Regions from separate parts of the Mus musculus genome. Here all the other regions are linked to region 2. Evidence: chromatin contacts called from public Hi-C and HiChIP or PLAC-seq data. All regions are on one chromosome and are shown on one strand. The core of a region is the stretch at or near the end of the contact, and the rest is flanking DNA. Distances in the headings are between cores, read along the strand shown.

What was found. A called contact is a pair of places that touch in the nucleus more often than the background predicts. HiChIP or PLAC-seq counts read pairs in DNA pulled down with a chosen protein or histone mark.
Region 1: a Hi-C map of liver shows a contact between it and region 2, with 2.2 times the contacts expected there. The contact joins the enhancer-like site here to the promoter of Aldh1l1 in region 2. A contact is called at or near these places in 1 of 484 Hi-C or Micro-C datasets (liver) and 5 of 115 datasets of contacts at active chromatin or transcription factors (double positive thymocytes, embryonic stem cells, intestinal villus epithelium and 1 more).
Region 3: a contact with region 2 is called in an H3K27ac HiChIP or PLAC-seq map of embryonic stem cells, with 6 read pairs. The contact joins the promoter of Chst13 here to the promoter of Aldh1l1 in region 2. A contact is called at or near these places in 7 of 39 promoter capture datasets (3T3-L1-derived adipocytes, cranial neural crest, embryonic stem cells and 1 more), 3 of 484 Hi-C or Micro-C datasets (embryonic stem cells and liver), 4 of 115 datasets of contacts at active chromatin or transcription factors (embryonic stem cells, pancreatic cancer cells and stem cell-derived neural progenitor cells) and 2 of 9 other capture datasets (adipose tissue and liver).

What each region holds. Positions count from the first base shown.
Region 1 is chr6:90,396,122-90,399,256 of GRCm38.p6, reverse strand. Zxdc (ZXD family zinc finger C) reads right to left here. Exons shown (of 10, transcript NM_173002.3): 8 at 326-495. Among named protein-coding and RNA genes, the nearest start is that of Zxdc, 28 kb to the right of the region's middle. Within about 2 kb of position 1,751, at least 10 of the 459 cell types and tissues checked have an H3K27ac peak or open chromatin away from gene starts, as enhancers often do. A contact at or near this core is called in liver, where this site is marked.
Region 2 is chr6:90,549,004-90,552,066 of GRCm38.p6, reverse strand. It overlaps Aldh1l1 (aldehyde dehydrogenase 1 family, member L1), which reads right to left and starts at 1,274. Exons shown (of 23, transcript NM_027406.2): 1 at 1,097-1,274.
Region 3 is chr6:90,323,424-90,326,613 of GRCm38.p6, reverse strand. It overlaps Chst13 (carbohydrate sulfotransferase 13), which reads left to right and starts at 1,429. Exons shown (of 3, transcript NM_027928.1): 1 at 1,429-1,539. The coding sequence starts at 1,452.

The sequences.
Region 1 (3,135 bases), core at 502-3,001, 150 kb after region 2:
CCTGCACAAAGGAGGTCCCAGGCAGGCCTTTGCAGGACAGAGGCACATGCCGCCATGTGCACCTCCAAGGGAGGTGGGGAAGATGGACCAGGTTGAGGGAACTAGACACGGGGTAACACAGTGCCACAAACCTGATACGTCAGTCCTAACAAAGGCAAGGGCTTGCACAGATGAAGTGAGACAGGCTGGGAAGAAGAGAGAGGCTGGGGTTATTAAGATGGCTGGGACAGGACACAGGACTTGGGGCAGTTTACTGAGAGGGCAGAGGCCACCCCTCCACTATCCTGCCCCTGTAGACCTCAGCATCCATATGGCTGGTTCCTACCTGCAGAACAGGGATCTGGACACACTGCAGCCCAGCTGCAGGGGCTGGCACTGTCAGACCTCCACTGGGTACCATGAGAGTTCCACAGAAACAACTGTGCTGGCCTGAGTGGACATGAGGAGGGTTGATCGTGCCACCTTTTACTTTCCTGTGAGCAGAGTCAGAGGCTCCTAAAACAAAGCAGATAAAAACAGCACATCTAACACATGCTTCACTGGGCTCAGCCCTGACTGGCGAGGAGAGGAAGAACCTTCATGGCTCCCATCATCCCACACAGCTTCCCTGACTTGAAAATTGTTCCAAAGAAATTTTCATGAGGGACTGGAGAGATGGTTCAGCGGTTAAGAGCACTGACTGCTCTTCCAAAGGTCCTGAGTTCAAATCTCCAGCAACCACATGGTGGTTCACAACCATCTGTACAGCTACAGCGTACTCATATAAAATAAATAAATAAAATAAACAAACAAATAAATAAGCAGCCAATCAATCTTAGAAATTATCATGAGGCAAGAAAGAGGGGGAAAAAAAAAGAAAGAGGTAAAACAGACAAACCTGAGACTTTAGCAGAAAACTTACAAAACCCATTGTAAATCCTTGTGCCTGACAGAACCTGACTCAAGGTGCTCTTGTGAGGGCCAAGTCCTATCTCCTCCCTAAATCCCCACAGCTCCTGGAAGGAGAGAGAACACAGTAGCTGGCTTTGCCACACAGACCAGCCTTCTAGTTGCAGCAGGATTAACTACGTGCCCTCTGCAATGCCCATAGCTGCTATGGACCTGCTGACCTCACTTTTGAAGGTTACCATGACCTTGTGAGGGTGAAATCCAAGTGTGCTCTGGTCATGTTTGACACAGGCACAGGGCTTCTTTCTGCCTCTCCCCACCTACAGCCTGCTTTCTCTCAGGGTGGGGATCGAAGAACTCTTTTCATTTTATTTTATTATTTTATTTTATTTACTTCCCCTCCCTCCTCCTAGTCACTCCCTCTTACCTCTTCTTCCCCCTACCCCTCCTCCCCTTTTCAGAAAAGGGGAAGCCTCTGAAGGAATCAACCAGCCTTGGCATATCCAGTTGCAGTAAAACTAGGCCCATCATCTTCTTCTATTGAGGCTAGACAAGGCAGCCCAGATAGGGGAAGGGATTCAAAGGCAGGCAAGATAGGGCCGTCAGAGACAGCCCTTGCTCTGGCTTTAGGAGTCCCACATAAGGACCCAGCTGCACAATTGTTACATATGTGCTCTCTGGTTAGCAGGAGGAACTCTTTCTTGAAGTGCAAATATTAACCAGGCTATGGACAAGGTGAGGAGGGCCCATGTCAGGAACAGAGACTGAGCTCCCTCATTGCAGAGAGAGGTGGATCCACTCCAGTTTCAGCTTACCTGCTGGGCTCTCTGTTCAAAGTCCCTGATGGTCTGTACACAATTTTCCTGCCTAACTGCTTTGTTCTCAGCAGAGCAGGGTTGGGGCTGGGCTACTGCAAGACAGGGCCCAGGGCCAGACATAGCAAGAAGCTTCCTGCTGCTTCCTGAACACTATCCCTCCGGAACTATACATGTGTGAACTCTTATGCTTTTAAGTTTCCTATTAACCAAGCATGCTTCCTTGACATAAAAATATGAACAGAAGCCGGGCGTGGTGGCACACGCCTTTAATCCCAGCACTCGGGAGGCAGAGGCAGGTGAATTTCTGAGTTTGAGGCCAGCCTGGTCTACAGCGTGAGTTCCAGGACAGCCAGGGCTACAGAGAAACCCTGTCTCCAAAAAACAAAAACAAAACAAAACAAAACAAAAGAACATAGCTAAAATTTTGTATTTTGACATTTTTAGTCTACAAGTTAAAATTGAGTCACCATTGCAATAACTAGTAATAACTAGTCATGCAAACCAAATCCCACGATGGCAGATGTATCATCAGATGCAAGGGAGCTCCCTCAAGAATGGCAACTTCTTATAACCATATAGAGGGCCTTCCTCATTATTGGTCTTGAACTTGTGATTCTCCTGCCTCAGCTTCCTGAGTACTGGGATTACAGGAATGCCTGGCACAAGTATTGACAGTCCTATTAAAAAGCCAAACTGTATTGAAAATACATTTCAAAATGACTGGGAATGACTTTTTCTCCCTGTACTTTTCTCCCCTGCCTGTATTTAATGATCACTTATGGAAAGGATAAACATGGTCAGCATAGATCTCTGTTAATTGAAATTTTAAAAATAAAATACCCATGAGTCTTAAATATACTTTCACCACCACCCTTAGTTCCTGAAAGAACTCACTCAGTGTTGAAGAAGTAACAGCCAGGAAGGCCAGGCAGCGAGGGCAGGCATCAAGTCAGAGCAGTTAGGGGTGCTTATTCTGATAAAAGGCTGCCTTTAGCTTTTGTAATTACAACAAACACTAACACACATCAAAAATATTACTTTGTACAGTAAGAGGGTTAAGATAGCTTTTTAGTTTCAAGAGCAGACACGACTGAAATGGTGTCTATCTAGTATATGCTGTTTTCTAGCTACTGTGCAAGCTGCAGGATTACGAGTGTAAGGCTGTGCCATGTTTCTAGAGCGGCCAAGCCCAGCCATGCTGGCCACCGCCCTGTGAAGCAGGTACTCGGGCTTATTCTTTGCCTACCCGCATGGCTTCGTTGTTTATCCTTCCCAGTGAAGTCAAAGCTGGTAGGTGGATTTTTAAAGGAACTGAGCAAAATATGACAATATGTCTTGAGTGTTTTCTGCAGTGTTTCTCTGGCAAGCCTTACCCTACCTGGCCTTGTTACTAGCAAGCCCGGGGTGATGTGCTTGTTACTATTATTAC
Region 2 (3,063 bases), core at 25-2,524:
TGAACATCTGTTATTTATAGAAAGAGTAAGGGAGAAAAACACAAGCAAACAAAACAACAAAAACCCCACTTCTGGCTTCAGTCAGGATGGCTGCAGATCAGCCGTTATCACAGCTCAGGGACAAGAAGGAACATGGAGTGAGGACTGTCACATAAAGCTGGCCTTTGGCCACACAGATAGCAAATGAGGGTCTGGAGGGTCTACTGAGCCCCAGGCTATAGGGTGCAGACTCCCACCCCTGTCTTCTTGTCATGGGACACCCCCAGGGGCTGCTGAAGCCTTGGGCCTTCAGGGACTCAGAGGGCTCCTGTTCCGCAGGTCCCTTCTTCTAGCCCCTGGGTCAGGACAGCAGAACAGTGGCAGGAGCCCTCCCTCTATAGCCTGCTGCAGTCCCATGCTGGGAGCAGACCTAGTGGTAGTCAGAGTTCACCCCATGGCCAGACATTCTGCAAGGAACCCCCTCCTATAACTGCTCAAGGCTGACCCTCTCCTATGATAGCCTCTTTGCCCTGGCTCCAGGTGGGGGGTGGATAAGTCCCTCAGGGAGTCAAGATCAGACACTTCCATGATCCTGGGTGTGGCTACAGGGAACAATAGAGCAACCCAGCTCTCAAGCCTGCAAGGCCTTAGTGAACTTCACCTTCCCTGTGTCTCAAATGCCTCTGTAAAATATGTCCCTGCTGTCTCCTGGGCACAGAGAACTTATATGGACAGAGGACAGTGCCAACACTCACCACCAGCTGCCTAGGACCAGAATTCTCCAGGAACCTCAGGAGAGGTGTACTGTTAAGACACCACACCTCCACATTTTACAGACCAGAAGCCAAGATTCAGCTGTGCTCAAGAAAACTCCTAGGACATGAGCCTGGGGTGGTGGTGCACGCCTTTAATCCCAACTCTCCGGAGACCCAGGCTGGTCTACAAAGCTTGTTCCAGGATAGTCGAAGCTACTCAGGGAAAACCTCCCTCAAGGTGGGAAAAAAAGGGCAGGAACTGTAGTTCCCAGGGCAGGAGCTGAGGATCCAAGGTTCAGCGGCTGCCTGTAGTGGAGAGGATCTGGGTGCCTCTCTCAAAAACAAAAGAAAAAGAAACTTACCCAAGGTCAAAGACGGGAAGTAGGGAAAACAGGGTCACCGGCCCAGGGCTCTGGGCTAGCAACCCAGAAGTACCTGCTAGCTGCGAGCGTCAGTCAGCTGTCAGCAGTCAGCACAGGGGCAGCAAGCTCCCAGAAGGGCGCACAAGCTCGGGTCTTGTGCAGAGAGGGTTAGGGTCAGTGCTCCTCCTCCAGGCAGAGAAGAGGCGGGCTCTAGGGCCCGCCCAGCCTAGATCTCTCCAATCATAGGAGGCCCTCCGGCCAGGCCCCCAGATATGACCAATCAGGAGATCTTTCCCTAGTCCCTAGAATGGGGTGAGGGATTTGGGAAGTGGACTGGCAGAACCAAGCTCAGGTCATCCGTCCATTTGCGGGGACCTTGCTCCCCAGAGGGCTCCGGCTTTCCCTTCTGCAAAATGGGCCACCATCGTCTATAAAAAGCACCGTGCAGCGACAGGCACGTCCTCAAAAGGCTGGGTTGGAGACCTCCCCGCCTCCCCGCACCCCCAATTCCGGGTAGAGTTCATTGCCTAGCATGCCCGGAACCTAACTGGTCGCCCAGGGCCCAGAGCCAGCCGCTGATTCACCAGACCAGACCTCGATGGGACTTCAGTGAGCCTCAGTCCCGAGACTGGAGGTGGGCATAGACCCATGAGTGAGGAGGCAAGGAGGCAGGAAGCAGGAGGCGGGTCTAATCTGCTGAAGGTGGGACCTATGGAAAGTGCAGCTGGGAAGGGAAGGGCAAGCCCTAGCTGGCCTAGTCCCGGCCTTCAGGCTTTATGCTATTTGGGTCATTTCCTTCACCCAAGCGTGATAAGCAAGGAGCACAATGCTGGTGACTGAGACATGCAAGGTCACCCATCTGCTGTGGACCTGGGGTTGTGTCCTGGTGGGCCTGAGGTTCTGAATCCCATGCCCTTCCCACCTCTTCACGGCCTCTGGTTTTCTTCTCAGAAGTTCTCCTCTGGCCCTTCCACCTTGTCACAGACCCCCTCCCTGGGCAGAGTCATTGTCCTACTTGAGAAAAGTCAGAGACAATACAGGGTCCAGTGACATGCCCATCACTTCCTGACCAAAGCTCTGTCCTGCAGGCTCCCTCCCAAGGATTCTCCCCTGCAGCTACTCCATTAACCACCCTGCCTCTCAAACCACCGCTGAGACTCCTTACTCAAGCTCTTCGCCCCTCTTCAGTACACCAGGCTGGCTCTAACCACATCCTTTGCACTGGCTCTGCCTCAAGCAGACCCTTGGATTGTGATAGCAGGCACCTCTGTCTCTTACCAGCCAGACAAAGTCTGGCTCTGGGTTGCTCAGCCCAAACATATTGTACCCTCCACACAACCTAAGGAGCCTCTTGGGCTCTTCTGTGCCCCTCCACTCTCAGTTACTGCCAATAGAGAACTAACCATGCCCTCAGTGCCCCTGTCCTCTGTGCATCTGCTCTCCTACCAGACTGTAAGCTCTCTGAGATCAGGAAATGCAACAGTTGTCTTTCCTGCTTCCTTAACAAGGCAGATAATAGTCGCTCAAAAAGTCCTCCAGGACTCACGCACGGACTTTTGTGTGTTGTTTACTATCTCCTTGAGTTAGGAAGCTCCCACCATTAACGCACCACATCTTCAGAGAAGCTGTCCCCAACTGCAGCCCTGGGGCGGGCTTTCCGCTTTCCTTTATGACCCTCCAGTTTCAGTGTTATCCATCTTATGCCACCCACAGGCGTATGCGATGACCCAACACCAGGTGGCATGCTTGCAGTTAAAGGGCTAAAATCTGTACGTAGCATGATTAAATGTCAGGATTTGGTGTGCTCTGTACTCGGCAGTTGGAATGGAGTTGGCAGAAGGGTGGGCGATGGAATGCCCCAAAGGTCAGCCTGGAAGCTGACTGTCAAAACAAGATCTAGGGAAATCTTCGGGGATCTGTTCTATTAGGGCACTGAGCAGAAAGGGGGGCACAAGCAGCCTTTCCTG
Region 3 (3,190 bases), core at 180-2,679, 230 kb after region 2:
CCCACACACCTCTGGCTGCTGTCCTGCACTGTGGTGCAGACCACCTCCCTTCCTACCTGAAAAGTCACTGTGGGCTCCTAGGACACTGGGCACTGTGAAGACAGCTATAAAAAGGCCTCTATTACAAAGTACCCCTTCAATATTATCTTTTACTTTTTATTGGGTGGTTGATTGATTGATTTTTTTTTGAGACAGGGTTTTTCTGTTTAATAGTCCTGGATTTGTAGATTAGGCTGTCCTCGAACTCACAGAGATTGGCCTGCCTCTGCCTCCCAAGAGCTGGGTTTAAACCACATGCTATTTTTTTTTCCTTTACATAAGCTAAGTTGCTGGGTCCTGGAAGATTTGTGATCCTGACACTTAGAGCCTTCCTCGGCAGTGAGGCTTTCAGCTTTATCTAACCTTACTACTGTCCTCATGGTTTCTGGCTGCTTTGAACTCTCCTTGAGCACCTTGGGAAGCTGAGTTTCTGATTTCAGCTGCTGGATCTCGAAGCTCCGGACTCCTGGTCTCAGTCACTGCTGTTTCAAACAGTTTGTGCAGGATGCAGGACTTTCTGCCCATCATCAGCCTTGGGGGAATTAACATGACTCTGGGGCATTTTTACTCACGATGAGGGGGAGTCTTTTTCCTGGCTCCCTGCGCTATGACTGATGCAAATCCAGTCCTTAGTTTTCAGGAAGGGCCGTGTCCTGACTGGTGCACACACTTCCATTCAGAATCAGCTTGTGATCACTTGTGTGGTCCACGTGGAGAGTTTCTTCAAAGTGGTCTTCCCCAGAGAGGGAACTGAGGGGCTGCTGTGAGAGCAGAAGTTCCATAGGCAAGGCCAGGGGAAGTAAAGAAGAGACAAGAAATTGCCAAGGGTTAAGACTGGAGAAGGCAGGCTGGGAGGAGAAGCTACTGAGCCTTAATGGCAGGGGGTCCCAGGACCCTTGGACTTACAAGCTGTGACATTTGCCAGTACTGAGGGTCAAGAGTCCGAAAGCTTGGGGACCAGAGCTGTCATTCCTAGGCTTCCAGTAGCTGCCCTGTACTAGGGGTTAAAGCCTAGGGCAATGAGTGTCCAACCTGAGCTTCTGGAGTCCGTTTCTGACCAAAGCTTTGGCTCCCAGGACCTCAGCTGCAGCTTCTAGCTCCGCCAGTAGAGCACTTGGGCCCGGGACACCCATATCTGAGAGTTTCTCCACTACCAATTCCCATCAGTGTAAAGTAGGGAATCCTGGTTTAATGACTAGTATCAGGGATAGATACTGCTTTCATTGGCCTAGGGTTACAGCTTTACCCATTAAGTCAGTCAGGCGCGTCTATCTCTAGCCTGGAGCACTGGACGCTGCTTCTGGGCGGGCCCTAAACTAAGGGCAGAACTGGGCGTGTCCTGGACCTCCGCCGCACAGTAGGAAGGAGAACGCACCGGATGACTGTCGCCTGCCACGCGTGCCAGGCACAGCATGGGAAGACGCTCCTGTTGCAGGCGGCCCTTGCCGGTGGTGGCAAGTCTGGGTGCTGCACTCCTGCTCCTGTGCGCCCTGCGTCCCGGTGAGTGCGCGGGCCCGGGGCTCTGCGTTGTTTCCTCAGCTAGAGAGCCACCTGGCACCTGCCTGTTGTTTGGGGCTGGGGCATCGCCAGTGGAAGACAGGTTCCTTCCATTCCCGCATGGAACTTCTTTTCTTGTCGCTGGCGAGATGACCACTGTCTGACTCCCTGTAGAGCTGCTGGTGGGAACTTTTGGTCAATCTAGAGATGCGTTTGTTACATTTGCCCTACTCTCTGAGCCTTGAGAAGTCAGTTTGCTCTCTGGCCTGGATGCCTGTCTTAATCTGAGATCCTGCTGAGTCTATACATCCACAGAAGAACTGCACAGGTCTATGCTGGCCTGGCGTTTCAGGGATCACGACCTGCTAGTACCAGTTTCCACCAGGCATGTGGTCAGTTTCACTCTGAATGAACCTAGGTCTCCTCTGATCCTCTGGCAGATAACTCACTTTACAGACCAAGCTGAGGGCAGAGGTCAGGTGTGGAGTGGCTTAGAGGTACCTGGGCAGTGGGCTACTTTTCTGACGGTTTGTCCATCCTTAGTCTGTGTGTATGGGGTCTGCTCACTTCCAGACAGGTTTTTACTCAAGGGTGGACAGGGTCATTAGCTGAGAGTGACTCAGGACAAGGGAAAACTGTTTTCAGAATGGTACTGATCCATGGAGGACCTCAATGACCAGCAGGCTTGTAGATCAGAGGTCACTCAGCAAGCTTAACCTATTATCTGTCCCCTCCCAGGGCCTTAACAGTCTCATCTATGGAATAGGTTCTGACTCCATGCTTACAGGGATTTTAGGAGGGTGAGTTTGAATGTTACAGTAGACAGTGCTTGGCCCCCAGCCCGTGCATCACACTGGCTTCGTCCTTAGGGACCCCTGGGAAGGATGCCAGGTGAACAGAACTGGGAAGGCCTCAGGAGTAGTCACCATGCCTGTGTCTACTCACTCTGCCAATTAACAAGCTCTGCATGACCAGATGTAAGTGGCTGTGCCAGGGCACCCCTGCAAGCCCCCCCCCCCGGAAGGGAGCCTTCTCCTTACTGAAGACCTGTAGGTGAATGGCTACTTCTGTATAGGTGCTTTCTCATGTCTAACATGTCCCTTGGCACGGTCTGGGTGTGGTCGCAGTGTCTGCTGATGCCACAGTCTCTGTCCACCCTGTCATTCATTGTAGACAAATGTTTACCCATTCCTGGGCCACAATGGCTCAGGTCCCTCAGGGCCCAAACACTGTTTTGGGGTATGAGTGGATAGTCTGGCCCTGGGGTGTGTCTGCAGAGAGGCATGTGCCTGGGTGGCCATGAGGATGTCTTCATGCCTTTTGGGACACATCTCTCCTGCCACCTCCTCCAGCCAGGTTTGGGAAGAAAAGCAATCGTAGCCCTGGGACCCCTCCTCTCCTAGGGAAGCTAGGGGTAAGGGGTGTGAACGGGAGCAGGGGAGGGAAAGTGCAAGCACGGTTAGAGAAAGGGCTGCGTGCTCTCCCCTTACCAGCTTCGCTCGGGTAGGGCTGATATTTACACCTGCCATCCCCAGGCTGGTCTCATGCTGTCTTCCCTGGGAAGTCCTCACTGACCCTAGCTTTATTCCCCCTGGTCTGAGATGGGTCTCTTGAGCTTCCTCAGTTTCTACGCCTCACCTCCCAGTCTCTAGAT